2 separate regions of the Zea mays genome follow, and region 1 is linked to region 2. A link is a contact called in public Hi-C data. All regions are on one chromosome and are shown on one strand. Each heading gives the region's core, a stretch centred on a gene start, on an enhancer-like site or on the middle of the called end of the contact. The rest is flanking DNA. Distances are from core to core; before and after follow the strand shown. Region 1 has its middle 51 kb from the start of LOC100191563. Region 2 holds the start of LOC100191563 (GATA transcription factor 20).

Region 1 (3,773 bases), core at 798-3,297, 51 kb before region 2:
TGACTTATTTCTCTTCTTTTTTTCTCTTTCTCTCTTTTTTATAACACTAATGGGGTGCAGAGATCAAATGCAATGAAACAATATGAATACGATGGTGGTAACTAGCAACTTGAGGAGCACAAATGACACAAGGTAACAGTACCGCCAAAGGGCTATAGGTTTTTTGTGTGGCTTTGGACTATAGGACAAAACAAAATATAAGACAGATGAACACTAGGATAGATATATGGATGATAGTAAGACCTATTGTGACAACGAAAGCTTTGATACCCGATGATAGGTACCGAGTTATATTCGGCACTAGGGTGCCCCGATCTTCACGGCAGTAGGTCGATAAATAGGATAGTTGGCTATAAAGGTAACATAATAACAGGGTAAATTTGTTGAAGAATAGTGGGTAATTGACTTTATACCTGATCAAGGTCGGAGGTGACCAAGCGACAGGGAGAGAGACACCAAAACCATGTAGACTTCGACTCGATCTCCAAACGGCCGCAGAAGCACAACCAGAACTAAGCCACACAATGTGAGGCAGCCATACTGGAACTCGAGAGGCACAAACTAGTGGATCCCAGAGGATTCTCTTCACAAATCTAGGAAGAACAAGGAAGAACAAGGGTAGAGTAAGCACTCAGCATCTCGGCTGCGCTAATCACTTGGATTATCAAATCATCAAAGGTTATCAAAAGTTGTTTTACATCATAGACATAGGGGGTATTTATACTAGCAACAACCACCTTAGATAGGTATAAACACGAAAAGAAAATATTTAACGTGCTAATGTGAAGGGGCCTCTTCGTAAGATCTCCAGAGCTGAATTCTGCATGGTTGTTTGACTTCTGCGCAACCTTCAATATTTTGATAATAACTTCTTCTAGGAGTCTCCAAATGGCGTGGGGCTGCATGCGTTGGAAAGCTGACTTGATAAGCTTTATCACCATTTATAGCATGCCTCATGAAACTTCGTAGAATGATGCAGTTTAATACTTAAACTTGGTCATCAAGCAGACTGTTGACCTTCTGACCATAGGTCAGCCACCTTGCTGGTAGATTTGATTAAGTCGGCCTCAAAAGCATTGGAAACTAGACTTCAAGATCTTTCCAAAAAGTACTTATAGGCATTCATATCTTTTGGAGATCAAAAGATATGACTGTTTCTTCTGGACGATTCTGTCGCGTCGGACTGACTGACTTAAGCAATATCAACATACACGACTTAGGTAGCATAAAGTTCTTATTAGTGTTTAATTAAAATTAATAAAGTAACGCATGCACCTTTTATTTTATCGTTTTTGTTTGGCTTCGAGTGATAGGTTCAATAAGAATGGTCGGCAAGGTTGACAATATTGGTATGGTCACATCAGTTGTGTGCTTAAAGATAGCTATATATCCAATTGAGTGATACTGATAGAACACTTGTGTTGAGGTTAAAGTGAGGAGTTGTTGCGATCATTGTGAATGGAGTTAAGCTCTCATTCAGATGTAAAGCGGGCAATTAATTACGACCGTGCAGAGTGAGTGAACCAGAACGAAATGCAAACCATGCAAGAAAGCGCAGATAAGGATTCTGTGCTGCGGATAAGGCAGCTGTACTGAGGATCCAAGACGACGAATCGACGATGAGTTCAGTGTGTTCACCCCGTTCCGTTTCTCGCCGAAACTATCTTGATCCTTTGCCCGTTGGATCCATCGAATCAACAAGCCGTCACGACAGGCCGCGCGTATCATCGATTAACAATCACACCACCACGACGGCGACGTGCCGACGAGGCAGCTACAGCGACGGAGACGTACGGAGACCAATAAGGCCAGTCCACCTCTGGCCCGCGCGTCCGTCGCACAATCGTGCGGTGCCGCGTCGTCCATGTCGCCTCGCTAGCTAGCTAGCTGCCGGCGCCGCGGAGGAATCTCAGGCGGCAGCTACGTCCACATAAAAAGCCCACGGCGAAATAAGCCCGGCCGGCGCGACGGGAGTCTGTTTGTGCACGGCCAATAGCCAGGCGCGCGCGCGGCGCCCGGGGCCGTGCGTGCGCGTGTGTTGTCTTGGAGGCATCGGGATCCAGCCGCGAGCGGCCGCTGGCGTGGCCATCCACCAGCCGGCCGTCGCAGCATGCAAGAGGACATCACCCGCCTTTTCGAATTTCGACGCTTCAGCTAGCCGGCTGGACTTGTTGGCTCTTGAGAGGCCTCTAGGTTTCAGAAAGAGGATGTGCGCCCTGTCCTGTCAGGCGATCGTGTTCAGACGTTCCGTCAGATATTTCTCGCGAGCTTCCTTGACCTTCTATTTCGTCTTTCCAGCACGGTTTAATCGTACTCTTATCTCAATCCAGTGGCAAACGAGGCGCAGCAAGATCTATATAGATGCCTAGCGTAGAGCCACGTCAGCATGACTCATGCATACTCTAGGACCTGTTTCTGAACCTAGCAGTCAATCGTTTGATACCACGTGCTGGAGCACCAGCATTCTTAATATATGCCCTAATAATTTTTTAAGTTAAAAGCCTATTAGCAAAAAAAACTGTTAGTTTGTTTGGTTTGAGCAACGAGGTAGTCCATCATCTTCTCACTTTCTTGTTTGGTTTGAGGAATATAATAAATTGATTCATCACCATTTCATTTATCATTGGTTAATAATTAGTAATAATATAAGGAATGAGTTCATTCCACCAAATATATGGAATGGACTCATGATGCACCATCTCATCGATCTAGAATGGATTGATTCTTCAAACCAAACATCTCCTATATATAGGAAGAGGTCGAGAATCATTTTAGCCGTAGTTGTCTCTCTCACTAATATTGCGGGTGTTTAAGGTATCTTGACAATTTCTCGCTACGCACACGGTACTAGCACACCGACCTCACGATGTTTCCTCTTCGTATATATGGATATAATAAAGATGTTGCAATTGTTGCGGTATTGTTGATTAGAGATTGATTTGAGGAGCACGAGTGAATGTGCTGCGGCTACTGGTACACGAGGACATTCAACTACTTCTATACATCGATGCCTTCTTGTTCCGCTGTGCTGCGTGTCTAGTAGTAACAATCCAGGGTCCTCTACTCATATGCTAACTTGAACATGGTAGATATGCTAGTGTATAGTGTACACGTTTTCTTTTAGTTGTATCAGAGCTAAGTCATGCACAACTTTTGATATGGATGGTATTTGCATATAGGCGATATGCCTAGTAGATTGGATCTTCTTTTGCTTTGGTTGTAGTATAGATTGTAACATATGAGGATGTTGTCGGTATAATCGCACAACTCATTTCTCCCTACTAGATGAAATCACTAACAAAACATAATACCATTTCTTTTTTCCTCCTGGCCACTTAGATAACCTACCCCTATCAACTAGAATCATCATCAAGGCTATCAGCACATGAATCTTTCCGTTTATGAAAGACAACAAATCTGAGTTGGATGTACTATTATCGTTGTATCTCACGCGATTACCAATATGATTAACGTTAAAATAGAGGCATTGGATTCGTTGTTTGTGTACAAGGCATAAATTGTATGCACAATCCCTTTTTACACAATGTGGTAGTATTCGGTTCTCCGCATAACTTGATTTTGCATGGAATGTTATGAATGCTATGGCCTAAATGTAACAACCACAAACGGGACTTGGTGATGAAGATCACCACATGATAAAGGGATATACTATCTCATTTAATATGATTACCTATGGTATTTTATTTTTTTGTAATACTATTCGTTCATGTGCTAAATATGATAGGACAACTTCCCTTGAAAAAATTAAGAGT
Region 2 (3,732 bases), core at 1,006-3,505:
CCCTTTGGTTTGACTTTTAGCTTTCAGGGTTAAAAGCTAAAGCCAAAAACCAAACCAAACACACACTTAGTCAGCCAAGTCGAGCTCTTCCTAGATATAGATTCATATAAGTCAAATTAAATTTGTATAGTTTTGGTTTATCGATCCCCTAGACATCAGGAACGTAAGTGAACCCTATTTTGATTGATGCGCATGTCAATAAAGGATACCAAAGCTCTTCAGATCCGATGACATAGGATAAAGAAGACTGTAAGAATGATGTATGAGAACCGGTGAAATGAAATGGAGACCGAAACTTTACATACTTTAGCTTAGATCAAGGCACATCATATTTTGAAATGGAGACTACGTACGTACAAGAATGTTGTATGCATACTGACAGAAGCATCAGAAACAAAAGCCATGAACGAGTAGCCAGGAAGACAAGCACGACACCTTGCATCGTCGGTATGACGGTATGTCTCAAAACATTCCCATTACACTTTTAGGTTCCTTAAAAGAAACTCAAGCAAAAGGAAGAATAAAAAAATATGTAGCAGCAGCCAGCGACCAGATTATAGCCACAGGATCGGAATTAAAGAACTTGTACACACTCAAAACTGAAACTCCTCACACTACATGCGATTATATTTACTAGCTATTGTAGCTAGAGACGGTGCTCTTGTCGCTCCTATCATCTCAACTAGACCTCTTCTCTCTCTCTCACTCATCGAACGAATCACATGACTTGAACAGTGACAAGGGTGGTCACACTAGCAACAAGAAGCTAAACAAAAGCACTACAGGTATTACGGTAGACGACGATGGTAACAGCAGTAACAGTAACGCTAGCTAACAGTCAAAGGCACAAGCTAGCTGCTAGCTGGGAAAAGCCTACGGTGCGCTGGGTCGTCCTTCGTAGAGGTAGCAGATCGTGGATCAGCTCCGGACAAGCCCGCAGGACAGCGTCATCAGCAGCATGGCAGCGTCCGTGATCTCGTCCTGCTGCACGGGCAACGCCGGCGACGCCCGGAAGCTGCAGGTGGCCGCAGCCGCTGAGGCGGGTGCCGCCGGACTCCTGCTCCAGCTGATGAGCCCACCAATGTCGTCGACAAGCAGATCCCTGCTCGGACAGGTGTCGTCATCACCATCCTCGGCGGTGGCCTGCACGACAGTCGCGCTGTCGGTGGCAGCAGCAGGAGCTGCAACGACGACGGCCGCACCGTGACCTTGCTGGACCACCTTGCACCGTTTCTTGAACGGCAGCGACCGGTCCACGTCCACTCTCTTCTCCTTCTTCACCTTGGGGTGTGCTGCTGCTGCGGCCACGGCGGCGTTGCTGGGCGAGGCCTTGCCGCTGTCAGTGGGAACTGCTGACACCGAGCCGGAGGCGGCGGCCATCATCGCCCGCCTCGCCTTCCGCTGCCTGATACCGCACGCGTTGCAGAGCGACTGCGCCATGCAAAACAAGATACGCATGGTCATGGGCCGGGCTTGCAAAGATCACGAATTTGATTGGACTTAGAGGCAGAAAACAAGGTAGGATACCTTGGGGCCGCAAGGACCACTCCTCCACAAGGGTGTCTTGGTGGTGTTGCAGTCGGAGCACACCCTAATAACACCCAAATTCGGTTGGCCGCTCATGGTGTCGTCGTACCCTGCTTGCGCCCTTCTCCTTGGCTTCTTCCCCGCACTGGGATCGGCAGTGGCCTTCCTCGTGATCCTCATCTTGGCTGCCGCCGGCGTCCAGCTGCAAGCATCCATCGACCCGCCGACCTGCAGCTTCCCCATATCGTATGGATCGTACGAGGCAGGCTCGATCATGTCGTCGCGGATGCTCTCCACGGTCGGGAACGGCGTCGAGAAGACACTATTCCCAGTCGCAGTTGATGATCCTCCAATCATCTGAGGTATATAGTCGAAAAGGGCATGAGTGACAAAATTAACAAGGAAATCAAATCTGTGATTTTTTACACATGGGATATGATTGGGGAATTGAACACATGTACAGTTCAGTAGCTAGCACGTACATGTTGGGGCTCCAGCATAGCTTGATGACGCTGCCTCAACAAGTGATGGTCTGCAGCCGATCCATAGCTCAAACTGCCTTCGCTGGCGCTACTATTGCTGATCACAAAGGGGAAAAGGATCGGTGTTTCCTTTGGCAGGGTGAAGGCCTGGAAGTGGCCTTGGTGGTGGTGATGATGATCTTGGTGATCTCCCTCCATGAGAGGGAGGGCAGTGGAGAGCTGGCTCATGTAGATGGCAGACATGGGATGCACTGAGAGGAATTTGCGCTCAAGATCTGATGGAGCTATATATGCAGATCTCGTATGGTTAGGTGATGAGTGAAGATCAGGATGAGATATATGGAGAGTAGGAAGAGGCGAACCGAAGCGGCTGGTGCAGTGGTTATTATGTCGGAATGGCAATTTGCAGCCAGGGATCAAGAGGGAAAGCGAGGTAGCGATCATGCACGGAAGGGAGAGGCATGTCCCTTTTATAAAGAGACAAAGGAGAGAGCTCCCTAGGCTGTGTAGATCATTCGTGTGTGATCCTTTTCATGGACACACGCACGAGAGAGATGTGGAGAGCAAACAATAGATGCGCTAGCTACATCGGAGGGGAACAGTAAAGCTACGTTAGCGCAGTTATAGCAACAATTTCATGCGATATTGTGAGCTATTTTTTGCCAAACAATTTTTTTACAAAACTGCTGTTTCACGGATGAAGCTTGTTTTTTATGCTATCACAAAGAAATCAAGGGAGGTGAAGATGAAAAAAAGTAGATTTTCATAGCTTTCTCACTCATTTTCTTCTCTCAACCACACATTATTAAGCTGTTTCGCCGAACAGTTTTTCCAAAGCAGTTCGTCTTCATCGAGAAATCTACTTGTGAAGCTGTTTTCCAAAACATAATAGCTTCAATAATGGTGAAGCTTAGCTATGCCAAATCGGGCCTAAAATACGTCGGCTGCAGTACAAACACAAGTTATTCCTAGGCGATCTCATTCGACACAGGAGACAATTGTGATCGGGGCAAATGGGGTCTTGGCTTGGCAAGATTGGTGAGTGCAGCAGTCTGGAACCAAGTGAGAAACCATCCACTAAAATCACTCCACCCAAGTCTATCACACCAACCACAAAAGATAAAGTATTTGAGGAAACTCTAAAAGCACCATTTAACACTAGTACACACAGCCTCTATAGTGGCGGTTCTAGAGACGTTTTCACTGACGCTTTTCAATGCCGCCAGTGCTAGGGGCCAGTGGAAATCGTCATTTCCACTGGCGGTTATTCTAGAACCGCCAGTGGAAATTCTATTTTCACTGGCGGTTTTCTTTAGCAACCGCCAGTGGAAATGCTATTTTCACTGGCGGTTTTATAAAGAAAACCGCCAGTGAAAATAGCATTTCCACTGGCGGTTTGTTTTATTTAGCCGCTAGTGGAAAGTTTTCCCGCCTTTTTTAAATTTATATATATTTACACACACAAAACATATATATATATATATATATATATATATATATATATATTGATATTAAAAGCAACATGGAATTAAATTCTATCATACATTTATATACATCAAAGTCTTGTTTACAACCATGTATGCATCACACATTATATACATCAAAGTTTTCACTTAAGCTCTAATAACTATCTCGGCTAAGAGATAGTCTACTAATTTCTGTTAGTATTCTAAACTCTGGCAAAGCTAATGTTCCGGAAGCATCGTGATATTTCCCTTCTGTG

The links. Hi-C and Micro-C count contacts between places; a contact is called where the count stands out from the background.
Region 1: a contact with region 2 is called in a Hi-C map of leaf, with 4 times the contacts expected there. The contact joins the enhancer-like site here to the promoter of LOC100191563 in region 2. A contact is called at or near these places in 4 of 25 Hi-C or Micro-C datasets (bundle sheath and leaf).

Annotation. Positions count from the first base shown.
Region 1 is chr9:85,474,890-85,478,662 of Zm-B73-REFERENCE-NAM-5.0, reverse strand. No RefSeq gene overlaps it. Among protein-coding and RNA genes, the nearest start is that of LOC100191563, 51 kb to the right of the region's middle. Within about 2 kb of position 2,047, at least 12 of the 20 cell types and tissues checked have an H3K27ac peak or open chromatin away from gene starts, as enhancers often do. A contact at or near this core is called in bundle sheath and leaf, where this site is marked.
Region 2 is chr9:85,424,320-85,428,051 of Zm-B73-REFERENCE-NAM-5.0, reverse strand. LOC100191563 (GATA transcription factor 20) reads right to left here and starts at 2,255. Exons shown (of 3, transcript NM_001136993.1): 1 at 2,010-2,255; 2 at 1,528-1,884; 3 at 314-1,431. The coding sequence starts at 2,252. The coding sequence ends at 919.